Regions from separate parts of the Mus musculus genome. Here region 1 is linked to region 2. Evidence: chromatin contacts called from public Hi-C data. All regions are on one chromosome and are shown on one strand. Each heading gives the region's core, a stretch centred on a gene start, on an enhancer-like site or on the middle of the called end of the contact. The rest is flanking DNA. Distances are from core to core; before and after follow the strand shown.

Region 1 (6,498 bases), core at 988-3,487, 59 kb after region 2:
GGGGGCCGCCCGGCTGCCGCTCCTCTTCCCGCCCTGAGATGGATGTTCCTTTATTGCCCATAAATCTACGCACAGACTCTGTAAAGACAAACCGGAGGCCTGCTAGTCCCTTGTGTTTGTTGGGCTGGTAGGCTGTGGGTTTAATTAGGCCTCAGCACTCGCAGGAGCAGCTCTGGAGAGTTGAGGGGCAGGCCACGCCATGCTAGGTCTTCAAGAGAGCAGGATCTGCGCAGGAGCAGGGTCCAACCCCTCGCTTTGTCTGGGGGAATTCAGGTTGGTCCATGTGAAGGAATCATATATCACTCACTCCTCCTTCAAACGTCTGTCTGTGTGGGTACACATGCTGAGCCCTGCAATGTGGTCTGCTCTTGCCCATGTAACTCTGCAATAGCCCAGGCCCAGGCTCGTCTGGGCAACCTTCAAGCAGTGACTGTCCGCCCTTAAGAGGTCTTCCTTTCTGTGCCTTCTGTTGGAACAGAGTAGGCACCTAATGGATACATGCAGCAGATGAGTGGGGCCCTACCTCTTCCTACCTGTGCTGAAGAATGAAGCATTTCTCCAGGCCCAGCCATAGTACTGGCCCTGAGGGCAGGGTACAAATGCTGATACGCACAGCCTGCCAGCCTTCTGAGCCAGGAGGCTATCTAAGCCAGGAAGGTAGGTAGGTAGGTAGGTAGGTAGGTAGGTAGGTGTAGCTTGTCCCCCACCACCCCTGTGTGTGCATGTGCATGTGAGTGTGTGTGTGTGCCTCAGGATGTCAAGTGGATTGCTTTGTTGGTGTGCTCACAGAAGTGAGGTTCAGTCCAGTTCCCTTCTACCATTTGCTATATGGCCTTGGGGACCTCTTGTCCGACCCAAACCTAAAGTGGGCCTTGTAGATGGCCTTGGTGTGTGTATGGTTCAAGAGAGAGGGCTTAGGTGCCATGAGACAGTAAAATCCACAGTGGCTGGAAATGACTTGGGACCATCTGACCAGACAAGTAATTTCAATGTTCACACATTTACCATGGACTACCGTGTTGTCTTCCCTCCTAGATGACATCCCTGGCTGCCTGGCACAGGAGAGAGGTCAGCATCTAGAATCCTGTGACATTCCTGTGTTCCAGGGTACCCCAGGCAAGCCTCAGCTCATAGCCAGTTATGTGACCTCAGGTCCATCCCTGTTCAGACAAGTCTCTGCCTCACATCAGGGACATCAGTAGTGTCCCGATAGGCCCTTGGATGTCAGACACACCCCATGCTGAGGACACTAGCTGAGGTCCGGGGCATGGCTCATGGCTAATTCTCCTACTGTGAGGAGGGGTTCTCCACCTTGTTTCAGCTGTGAGTATCCTCTGAAAAATTCTCACTTTTCTGCAAACATGTTTCTGGCATGTTCTCAGTCTCCCTAGACATCTACTGCTGGACATTCTGCTGCTTCTATTATTTTAGAACTAATTTAAAGATTAAAAAATAATAATTCACCCAATTACTGTGCAAAGCCCCACCAGCAAGATAAATGGGGCAGATGTTCCTTTAAGCCAAGATGTGAAGCCCTGAAGCAGCTTCTGAGACATGAGGACCTGCAAGGGGTCCTGAGTGACCTTAGGAGATGCCAGCTGTGAGCCAGTGCCTCAAGGGCTACTTGCTCCAGACTTGTTTCCCAGGGTACCTACCCACTGTGAGTCAGGTTCCAGCTGTCAATCTCCAGAAATTATGCTCAATGGTGTGGCCTTGGCAGGGCATGGGATACTGGGCCAGGCCTGTGAACAGGGAAGGATTATATCACAGGGAGCCCTGTGGTTGGCCTAGAATCCTTGGAAGAGAGCCAGGTGTGTCCATGGTAAACCAGCAGTGGACACCCAACGGGGGCGCTGACATACTCCACAGTGCTTTGTATAGCTTTAATTAGCTTCCTGCACAGCCTCAGGGTCCCAGAGACCCAGGTTGGACACTAGCCAGAGGCCAAACTGATGTCCAGAATCTGACCTAAGGGAGCCTGCTGAGCCAAAACTAGGTGGGTAGAGATTAAGAGGGGTTAGGACAGGCCAGATTGGAGTCCTGGGGCTTTGGCCCAACCCCCAAGCCTTCCAGGTCCCTCCCCATCACAGGCCGGTGATCTCATCCATTCCTGGGCTGTAAATATCACCCAAATGCTCACGACTCCCAAATGTGTCCTCCAGCCGGGCCCCTCTCCCGAGCTCAGCCTGCACAGCCCACGCGACACCCCCGCCCAGATGTCTCCTGGGCCTCAACAAGCCGCTCCTCCTGGCACCCCCTCCTTGGGGACAGGCGCCCCTTGCCGGCTGCTTAGGGCAGACGCCTGGGAGCCCTGCCCACCGCCTCCAACCATCCTGTCAAGTCCAACTTGAAACACATCCCCTGCCTTCTGGATCTGCCACCCCTAGGGTCTGGCCAGAAAGTGGCAATTCCATAGTGCCTGCCTGTGTGCAGACCCCACACTGTGCACCAGTGCCAGGAGAGCCTTCTCTGAAAATAAGACCCTGCCCATTCCAAGATGCATGCTCTCTCACACAGGTACCAATGGCCATTGCTTCTGCACCCTGCCCCCCTTAGCTTCTACACCACCTTCACAGGCACCCTGGACAGACCATTATCTCCACTCTCTAACATGCTCCCAGACTTCTCTCTCTGGAGAGGGGAGTGTGCAGAGCCTCAAGGGACAGGGCAGGGTCTGTAGGACCCAAGGCGCATAACTTAGGCTGTTAGCCTGGTTACAAGACAGCCTGTGGCCCGGAAGCCTTCTTTGCCATCACCAGGGGCTGACATCCAGTCCTCACCTGTGAGCCAGCTGTTGGTGACAGAAACAGAAAGTGGCCTGAGGCCAGATAGTGCCTATCCATGAGGAGCAAGCTCAGCATATGTAGTGGACTCCCTGTTCCAAAGGCATGTGGACTAAGATAGGACCCTCTGTCCCGTAAGCCACAGAAAGCGCCAGTATCTGCTGCAGATGGCCAGCTCAGGACCCTGTAAGGTTCTTTGTCATGGAAGCTTTTTGGTCCTGACTTATATTTAGGAAGACTTAGCCTTACCCCTCAACACTGCCCCTCCCACAGACTCAGCAGGCTGCCTTGGTCTTCCCAAATAGGCAGGAGCTCCTTGCTGTTAGTGATGAGGGGGTGGATGAAGACCCCTGTCCCGTCCACCAGGTGCAGGCCAGCAGCCTTCCAGGATTCTGCAGCAGGCTGTCTTCTTCACGGGCCTCCTCAGCTAGGGCTACGAGGGTGAACAGGGCGTTGGAGACTAGCTCCTAAGAGGAAGGGGCTGGGCAAGCAGTGCTCTCTCACCCATGAGACCTGCTCTAATTGCAGCATCCCCAGATTAGGGACCAGCAATGACGTCCTGGCTTGGAGCATAGGCTAGAGTCCACTCTGCAGAAGAACAAACTGCAGGTGTAAATGTGGACAGCCATGTGGGTATGTGTGGTAGCACCAGCAGGCCCAGGCCCAGGCCCAGAGGCAAGCCCAGGGGTTTCCTGGAAGTGATTCCCTGGTAAGGAAGAGAAGCCCAGACCAGGACCTCAGACTCCAACTCTGCCCTGGGTCCCTCCTCCATGGTTGCTGAGCACATTCCTCCACCCAGCCTCCTCCCCAAGCTTCTGGATCCCTGGCCGCCCCCATGGCCATCTGGCTCCCCCAATTCCCTCCCCCCAGGTCCCTGCATTTTTTTCCTTTCTCCTAGCTCTTGCCCTGGGGGAGGGAGACAGACCCATTCCTGGTCCCTCACAACCACTTCCTCACTCTTTTCTGGTTCTTTTCCTTCTGTGTCTGAGGCCTTTTCAGCCCAGGCCTCAGAGAGTCACACATGCATCTTCTTGCCTGTGCTGTTTTAAGCACATGCACACACACGTGTGGTCTGTGTGGCTCCTGCTCTGCCACGTGCGATTGTTCCGTGCTCACGTGTATTCGTGGCCACATGTATCCTCAGGGCCGTGGGGTGGTCTGAGGCACCTAGGCATGGGGCTCGTGACCTGGAGCAGTGATCTGAGGGTGCACACAGCCCTTGTGTGAGCTTGAGCCTCCTTTGGGGCTACCCCATTTCTGGCCACTCCCAAGCAGGGGAGCCAGGTCTTTACACCTCACTCTCAGCCTCCCCTTGGGCTGGACGACCCCAGAGTAGATGTCCTCACAAAGCCGAGCTTGTTTAGAACCATATATTGCTGAGCTTAAAGTCGGCCCAGCTCACAGAGAAGCTGGCTGAGCTCATGGATGTCAGCTCTGGGGCAAGCTGGTGCGGCCGGAGGGTGGTGGGAATGTCACCTCACTTCCATATGTGAACCCCCACCCCCACCCCACTGCCCGCTCAGCCCAAACTGCCCTACCAATGGGGGTGGGCAGTTCTATCTCTTCTCAGGCCTTCTGTGCCAGTGTCTGAAGGAGATGCTATGCTGGGACCCACCCTCGGTTCGCACCACCCACAGTACCGCAGCCCAAGAGGCCACAGCTTAAGAAAAGAGCTCTTTATTCCACGTCATCCGATATTTTACACAAGTAAAATAAAATTCATATCTCTATATACCGCGATCCGGGTGGGAGGTGGCGTTCTGGAACAAACGCCACCCCCGGAACCCTGTAAACATGATGGGGTGGAGATGGGGGTGGGCTGGTGGGGAGGCATCTGTCAGGGAGGGCCTGGCCTGCCCCTCAGAGCCTGTCCCTGGCTCTGGCTGGCGGCGTGGAGGGAGACCCCATATGTACACACACCTGGTGGCTGGTGGCTGGTCAGCAGGGCCCAAGCACTGTCCAAAGTACCAGTGCAAGGCCCAGAGGAGCAAGGCTGCAGGCCAGAGCAGGCAGAGCCCCTGAACCCTCTGCGTCCCCTGTTCCACTGGCCCCACTTCCCGCCTGGCCCAGACGGCAGTGGCTGCGGGTGCGATTCTTCCGGGAACAACCTGGCCTCCTGCGGGGACCAGTGGTGGGAAGTCCTGGTGGCTCGGAACCCCCAGGCCGCAGGGCAGTCAGTGGGGGCTCTGCAGAGCTGGGCAAAGTTCCAAATGGAGAGTCATTGATGTGCCGAGGGCCTGAGCCATTGCCTGGTGGAGTGTCACCGGGAGGCACACGTCCCTTGAGGGCGTTTCCGGCAGAAGCTGGCCTCCCGGGTTCCAGTACTGAGGCTTTGTCTGCAGCATCTGGCTGGCAGCACTTGGGGAGGCTCAGCAGCTCCTCATCAGTGAGCTGACTGGTCTGGATGGGACGGAAGGGTCCTGAAGCCACAGCACAGCCCTCTAGGTCACTGGCAGCGAGGCGCTTAAGATCACGGTCTGCCAGGCGTTGGGGCAGGTTGCAGGGCACCTCTGATGAGGAACCTCGGAACTTCTGCAGCCAGGCCCAGAGTGGACGTGCCCGGCAGTCACACACCCAGGGGTTGTCATTGAGTCGCAGGTACTGCAGAGACCTCAGGGGCATTAGGACCTCTGCAGGCAGCATGGAGAGGTTGTTGGCAAACAGGTAGAGGGTCATGAGGCGGCCAAGGTCCCGGAAGGCATGTGGGTGCACACGAGCCACATGGTTCTGGTGCAAGAGGAGGCGGTCAAGACTGTGCAGGCCACGGAAAGCGTGCTCAGGCACACTGGGGATACGGTTGCCATGCAGAAAGAGATGCGTGAGGTTGCCCAGGTCTCGAAAGGTGTTGTCAGGGAGTGCCTGCAGATTGTTGTCTTGTAGGTAGAGGTACTGCAGAGCTGCTAGTCCACGGAATAGGCCGGGACCCAGCTCCCGCAGGCCACATCGGTCTAGGTGCAGTGTGTGCAGGTGGCCCAGGCCGTGGAACGTGGTAGGGTCCACGACATGAAGCTGTGCATTATCACTAAGATCTAGTTGCTCCAGGAGGGTCAGACCAGTGAAGGCAGCAGCATCGATCCGAGCCAGCGCATTAGAGTGCAGCCACAGGATAGTGAGATTTCGGCATGACTGGAAGCTCGCAGCTGGCACGTGAGAGATTCGGTTGCCATGCAGGAAGATTCGCTGGCTAGAGGCTGGGATGCCAGTGGGCACAGCCTGCAGACCCTGCTGGGGGCAGCTTGTTGTTACCTTGGGCTCATTGTAGCACACACAAGCACCAGGGCATGGTGTTGCTACCCTCCAGGCCTGTAGCCATAACACCCATGCCAGCAGCCTGCTTCCTGTGGGCAGAGAAAAAGATGATCAGACAGGAGTCCTAAGAGCTGAGAGTTGATGCTGGAACCAATTCTCCTCGAGTGGGGTCTCCAGGGGACTGGGCAGAGTCCAAGGCTGCCAGCCCTGGGGATGGGGATGGAGGACATCTGCTTTCTACTCCATATAGACAATACTGGGTTGTAAGTTGTCTTCACATTCCGCACTGGTGATCATGTCTAAACCCCCAACCCCCATGCCACCCTACCTCATACACCTGCTGACATGACTGCTGCTCTACCCCACAGGGCTAGCCCAATTGGTCACCAAAACCACACATCTGAAGGCCTTCTGGAGTAGTACATATACCAGCTCAGGACTCCAACACACTGAAGAGCCCCTGGGA
Region 2 (6,169 bases), core at 177-2,676:
ACTCTTCAAATAAAAACCTGTTTGGGGTTTTTTTTTTTCTATCTCTGTTTATGAAGGAGTTCAGAAAGCTAAAAGGTATTTTTTTTTTCTGTTAAACCATAGGGAGGTCCAGGTTGAAGCAGGAGGGCCTCTTGCCATGCATATCACTGCTCCAGCTCTGGTATCTGGAATGATGAGACCTAGGGAGTTTGCCAAGGAATTCTGTTGACAGCTGCCATAATCAGTACTGGAGTCCAAGCTTGTCTGCAGCCAGTTCCTGCTTCCCAGCCACTTGTATCCCGAGTTAGCTGAGTCCCGCTTTCAGTTTGCTGAAGTCCCTTACAGACTAACGGCCGGTCTCCTGTTGTCTTGCAGACCTGGAATGAATACCCATCAGGGGCCACTGAAACCTGTGGCGGAGGAGCTGGTGTGCGCTACAATGAGAGCTCCGGTGGGGCCCAGCTGGCACACAAGCTGGAGTCCTGCATTTTTCCAGTATGGGATGCATCTCTACACTCAGTACAGACTGAGGCTGGCAGTCACACTAGAGGAGAGGCCTGGAATTGCCCCAGCATGCCCTACGGCACTCAGAAGCTGCCCACTCTGGTCCCTGGAGGGGCTTCTAAGCCCTCTGCCTGTTGGTTTCTTTCTGGGGTTTCATGGTTACCAGGATATGATGATCTCAGAGGTGGGAGCCCAGGAAGGCCCTTGGATGGCTTTGGAATGGGGTGGCTTCAGCAAAGGCCCTGAGTAGCTGACAGTGGTGGTCGTGGTGTCTTTGTTCTATATTCTGAGTCTCCAGACTTGGTAAGGGCCCAGTAGATACTCAGGATGCTGTCCTGTTAGTACCACACAAAGGCTGCAGGCTAGGATCCTCAGGTCACAGCTCCAAGTGCTCAGCGTGGGCTACAGTTACTGAGCAGCCGTGGAAGGACTGAGGGCACTTCAGGTGCTCATATGTTCTGAGACCTTAGGTGCCTACCTTAACCCGAAACCCAATGTTCTCTGATCACCTTACCTTTGTTGGGCTGTGCCCTATCTGGAAGGCTGGTTTCTTTCAGACAGCCCCGAAGACGCCTCCCCCTTTTCCACGGTCCTTGTATGCTCTTGATCTCCAGAGAGTCCTGAGAGGTGAGGGAGTCTAGTAGGAGAGAAGAGCCCCAGGTCTGCCGTGTAGCTGGTTCCGCATGAGCATGAGCTGTGCTAGCATGTTAAATACCCTACAGATTGGTGTGTTGGGTTGGGTGAGGGTCTGTGTGGAGCCCCGAGGCTGCACTGGGTGGGAGTGCTAGGATGATGCAGACTCGAAGACACACAGAGAGTGTGGGACACTAGAGTGTGCTGTGAGGAGCTAGAGTGGCCCTAGCCCCTGTTGCTAGGCAGCGCATTTCCCTGGACACCAGTTGCCATGGCAGCCGCTTCCTGCCCATGTTGCCATGACACCCAGATGGCCTTGAGGAGCCTGAAGTGGTGGTAAGGGGCTAGCTATCCAGACACACTCACACCACCCTTCCCCCCAGCCCGGCTGGTGCCTAGGGGATGCTGAGGAGAGGAGAGAGGACAGGCTATGTTATCCAGAGCCGCTTGCCTACAGCTGGCCTGAGATGAAGTCAGGGGCTAAATGGGCAGATTCTACTCTCCTTACTATGGCCTTGACACTCAATGACCCATGCTCATTACAGGGCCTGAGTAGAACTCAGAGTCATAGAGCCAGCCACACCCATGAGAGATTCTCATTTCTGTATTTTTAACCTGGGCTTCTGGCCCTTACCCACCTAGTCTGTTCTCCACTTGCAGCCCCAAAGCACCCTGCGTAGGACTAGAGGATCCTACAGAACCTGGATGAATGTGTCTGGGGTTTCACAGGCATTCCTGGAGTGGCCTTGGGATTATTACCCTGTCATCCAGGACTCTGCCCAGTCCTTTCATCTCCTACCCAGGACCTAGGGTATGGCCTAGGCATGAACTCTCCTTTGCTCTGTTAGAGAGGCAAGATGACACTTGGCTCTGAGTCACAGCCTGTGACCTTCCAGGTGGCAGAGGGGCAGATGAGGGATGAAGTGGTCTGTGTGATGAAGTCACCCCAGGGCCAGAAGGTAGGGGCTGCTAGGCCTCTCTGTTCCTGGCAAAGTAGACATGAGTTTCTGAGAGCTGTGTGACCTTCTCGGCCTTCTCCAGTCTGCAGGGAGTGGGGAGTGCAGAGCAAGCAGGGTCCTGAGACCATGGTGTGGGCAAAAGAAGGTCTCAGAGCTAGGCATGCTACTTCATGCTTGTGTGTATCAGGATTTTGTAAGGCTAGAGCAGGAGGATTGCCATGAGTTTGAGGCCAACCTAGGATGCACAGTAAAATCCTGTCTCCATGTCTTATCCCCACAAAGAGGGCACTAGGTGGGCTGGGTCCTTGAGGTCTTCTAGGAATTCCCAGCTCCAGAGGTTGAAGCTCTTGGAGGAAAGGCACACCCATGGGGCGCTCAGTACTGGACATGGACTTTCTGCTCCTAGAATGTATGTGGTGACAGGCTGTTTGCTCCTCTCTTCTGTGGTCACTCTCTGGAAGCCACTGCTCATATTTTTTTTAAAAAATGATTTATCTATTTTATGTGAGTACACTGTAGCTGTCTTTAGACACACCAGAAGAGGGCACTGGATCCCATTGGAGATGGTTGTGAGCCACTGTGTGGTTGCTGGGATTTGAAGTCATGGCCTCTGGAAGAGCGGTCAGTGCTCTTGGCCACTCGTATTTTTAACTTTAACAGTCAGAAAGACAGTAAGAGTGCTAAAGACAACCCTTGTGAAAGACACAGTCCCAGTAGACAGCCATCATTTCAGGATGTCGGGGGCTCTGAGGCCTTGTACTGGGAGGTGGCCTGCTGACCGCCATGCTGTGCTCCACTAGGCTGCTGAGCGTAAGCACCCCTGCCCAAGCTGAGGACCCTCTCCTTTCTTAGGAGTCAGATCTCGTCTCTTGTTACTTCCAGATGGACAGTGGTGTCCAGAAAGTCAGCATGAATGGGCTGCCTGGCGGTCAGTACCAGTTCACCTTACTGGGGCTAGAACCTGGGTTCTTATCTTTCCTGTTGTATTCTATCTGACCCCACTCTTGATAGATACTGGCCTACCTGTCAGCGCAGGCAACAGTGCCAGGCTATAAACTCCAAAGGCCTATTTCTGTATCCTGATGACATAAAGACCCTCAGGTTAAAGTGGGACTGTGAACAAATGAGAGAGATCACTTTAAGCTGCCAAAAGCTGGCTCCTGGCTTCGATGCTGATGGCAGGCAGAGCAGGAGTAGACTGCAGTTCCCAGACTTGCCACCAGATGGTGCCTCAACCCTGCACCAGGCACAGATACTTGGGTGGGAGCCAGCACCCAGGGTCGACAGGCTAGGAAGAAATTGAAGAGTCTGCCAGGCAGAAACTTGTGCCACGGACAGATCAGACACAAAGCATCCACCCCCACTTGGATCTGTGGTTTCCATGACGGGTAGCCATGTGGTCACAGCTCTCACTGGTTTGAGGGCGCTCCTTTTTTTATTGCTTAGCACAGTGAGATCCTGTCTCTGTGTCTTATCCCCGCAAAGAGGGCACTAGGTGGGCTGGGTCCTTGAGGTCTTCTGGGAATTCTCAACTCCAGAGGTCAAAGCTCTGGGAGGAAAGCTTAGTTTGAAGCAAATTATCCTAGACTTTCCCAGCACTGTACAGCGGTATTCCATCTGTCCTATGGGCAGCTCTGGATTGACCCACGTCTGTCACAGGCACTCACCAGTAGGATAGGGAGTCCCAGAGCTATGTGATCAGGGCAGGCAGGATGGTCCCAGCCAGCATGTGTGACTGCTGTAATACCAGGTCTTCGACACATTGGAGAAGGAGAAGGTCTAGTGTAGAGCCCCGAGCCTAGCCTGACATTTTCCTGCATTTTATCAGAACTTTCAGCCTTGGCCCTCTCAGCCCAGGTGACTAGGGCTTGGTTGATGTCTTCAGGCTCTGGGCAAGGTTCAACCCCAATCCATAGGGCAGGGCCAACAGTCTGGGCTGTGCCCTTCTGGGATGGAGTGGGAGTGTAAGATAAGCCCGTCTTCATACCCAAGTAGAATGTCCCTCTCATCCACAGACTCTAGTCTATCTGTGTGCTATGATGTGGTGCTGCCATGGATCCTCATCCCAGTGTAGTGTCAGTGACAGGAAGTGGACAGGATGCACGCTGTCATAAGACTCCTTCAGAGCCTCCAGGTGAGTCTTTGGATGACAGAGCTTTGTCAAGATGAGGAAGTCCTGAGTAAAGAGAGGGCGATGGGGAGCTGGGGGGGGGGGTGGCGTGTCGGACATTTGCTGGCGTGGTACACCCGGCTCCTCAGAATGCTGCCCATATGGTAACTCCCTATTGCACTTCCCATCTCTTCCACCAGACGGTGCTGTCTGAAGGCCTCCCTGCCCACTATAAAGGAGGAAGAACAGCCTTGCTAGAGCTCCATGCTCCTGGTGACTCCAACCTTTGAGGATCTGTGTAGATGTCAAGATGGGAGACTGCTCTGAAAGCCACCCTTCCTCCCATCTAGATAGCAAATCACCTGTCCATGCTATGGCCCTGACCTCCTCTCTTGCCTCTGGGGCAGGGGGGACTTCTCTCTATGCGCCCCTGTTTAAAGCTGGTTCTGTTGAGCACAGCTGGCAAGTGAATAGAAGTTATCCCTGAGTCTGGAGCCTACAGCCTCTCTTCCCTCAGCCAGTGTGAGTTTACCTGCCAACACAGTGCCCACCACTGCTGCAAGCTCTCTCAACAATCCTACAGACTCCTTCCATCGCTAAGCACTCACTTCCTCACTCCTACCCAGTTCACCTGGCCACTCCTGAGTGGGAGCACCCTCAGCAGCCTCTCAGGCAGTGGGAGCACCCTCAGCAGCCTCTCAGGCAGTGGGAGCACCCTCAGCAGCCTCTCAGGCAGTGGGAGCACCCTCAGCAGCCTCTCAGGCAGTGGGAGCACCCTCAGCAGCCTCTCGAGCTGTGGCAGCACCCCCAGCAGTCTCTCAGCTGCCTGACTTGGAGATATCTGGGCCAGGTGGGCCTGGCTGCCTTTAACCAAAGGGAGGGTATAAGAGTAAATTCTGGTCTTGTTATGCTGTGTGTGACCCTGTTCCACCTTCTCGGTCCCTGTTTTCTGGTCCCATTCATCAGCACTCAACCACATCTTGCTCAACTGCCCTCCTTAACATACTGCCTTCCTGCCTGCGGCTCCCACCTCTGCCTGGATCCCCAGCCTCACTTCTTTCACATCCCTGGCCCATACTCCCTAGAAAGCTTTTGGGCCAGAGGCCTTGTGTTTTGGAGGGAGCATGGGATACAATGGTCTTCCTGCTGCCCCCCACAACCTCACCCAACCAGGCAGCTGAGGAGCTAGCGACCCCACAACCCACCAACCCTATGGCTGGCTGGTGGCTGCCTCACCACACAGGCTAGCCAGGAGAAGCCACCAGGCCTCCCAGCTGCATCTTCTCACTGAAGCCTGTATCAGAGATAAAGGGCACTATCAGTCCCCCGTTCGTGTGCCAGAAGCTGCTTGCAATATGAGAGAGATGTTTAATTTATCTCAGGAACTAGGCACGAGTTATAAAAATGGTAATTTCTTGAAGATTCAATTACCTGTTTTCATTGTTACCCTGGTAATCAAGGAAACGATTTTTAATGATAGGCTGGAAGATGGTACCAATCTTGGAGGGAGGATGGTGCAGGCTGGTGATTAGGGACCAGAAGGACAATATCTATAGACCAGTGGAGCCAAAGTACCCCAATGTACTCCCCACCTGCCAGTGACCCCACCTCTGGAGAACTTCAGTCATCTATCTTCTGGGGCCTCTGCAGGAGCAACCAGGGCTTCTCAGGGAGGGGCTGAGACCTGATCTCTGCACCCCCAAGTGATGTCTCAGATCTAAATAACATCTCCAGGATTAACATTGCTTGCAGCCAACAGTACCAGGTGATTGGAAAAGGGGTTTTATGGCCTCTTGGGTAAAATTGAACTTGCATCCGACCTGTGTTTCCAAGATGGGATTTTCCTCCCTGGCAAATGAAGCACGCTCACACTAATTACAACAGCCACTCCAGGCCACTCATCATACTCAGTGGGCAGGCACTCATTGAGGCGGGGCCTGTGCCACCCAGGCGTCAGGGCTGGGTCATCGACGGGAGCCCAAAT

What was found. Hi-C and Micro-C count contacts between places; a contact is called where the count stands out from the background.
Region 1: a contact with region 2 is called in a Hi-C map of cerebral cortex, with 4 times the contacts expected there. The contact joins the enhancer-like site here to the promoter of 4933432I09Rik in region 2. A contact is called at or near these places in 5 of 39 promoter capture datasets (3T3-L1-derived adipocytes, the HPC-7 cell line, cranial neural crest and 2 more), 5 of 15 datasets of contacts at CTCF or cohesin (the NIH/3T3 cell line, embryonic stem cells, large pre-B cells and 1 more), 19 of 484 Hi-C or Micro-C datasets (the AML12 cell line, the Ba/F3 cell line, the HPC-7 cell line and 13 more), 10 of 115 datasets of contacts at active chromatin or transcription factors (the HPC-7 cell line, acute myeloid leukemia, double positive thymocytes and 7 more) and 3 of 9 other capture datasets (adipose tissue, liver and pancreatic islet).

Annotation. Positions count from the first base shown.
Region 1 is chr16:18,150,355-18,156,852 of GRCm38.p6, reverse strand. Rtn4r (reticulon 4 receptor) reads right to left here. Exons shown (of 2, transcript NM_022982.3): 2 at 4,445-6,121. The coding sequence ends at 4,722. Among named protein-coding and RNA genes, the nearest start is that of Mir6366, 12 kb to the left of the region's middle. Within about 2 kb of position 2,237, at least 47 of the 459 cell types and tissues checked have an H3K27ac peak or open chromatin away from gene starts, as enhancers often do. A contact at or near this core is called in cerebral cortex, forebrain, muscle stem cells and 1 more, where this site is marked.
Region 2 is chr16:18,209,120-18,215,288 of GRCm38.p6, reverse strand. 4933432I09Rik (RIKEN cDNA 4933432I09 gene) reads left to right here and starts at 1,426. Exons shown (of 3, transcript NR_015575.1): 1 at 1,426-1,452; 2 at 4,091-4,209; 3 at 4,386-5,603. It also overlaps a transcript of Ccdc188 not described here.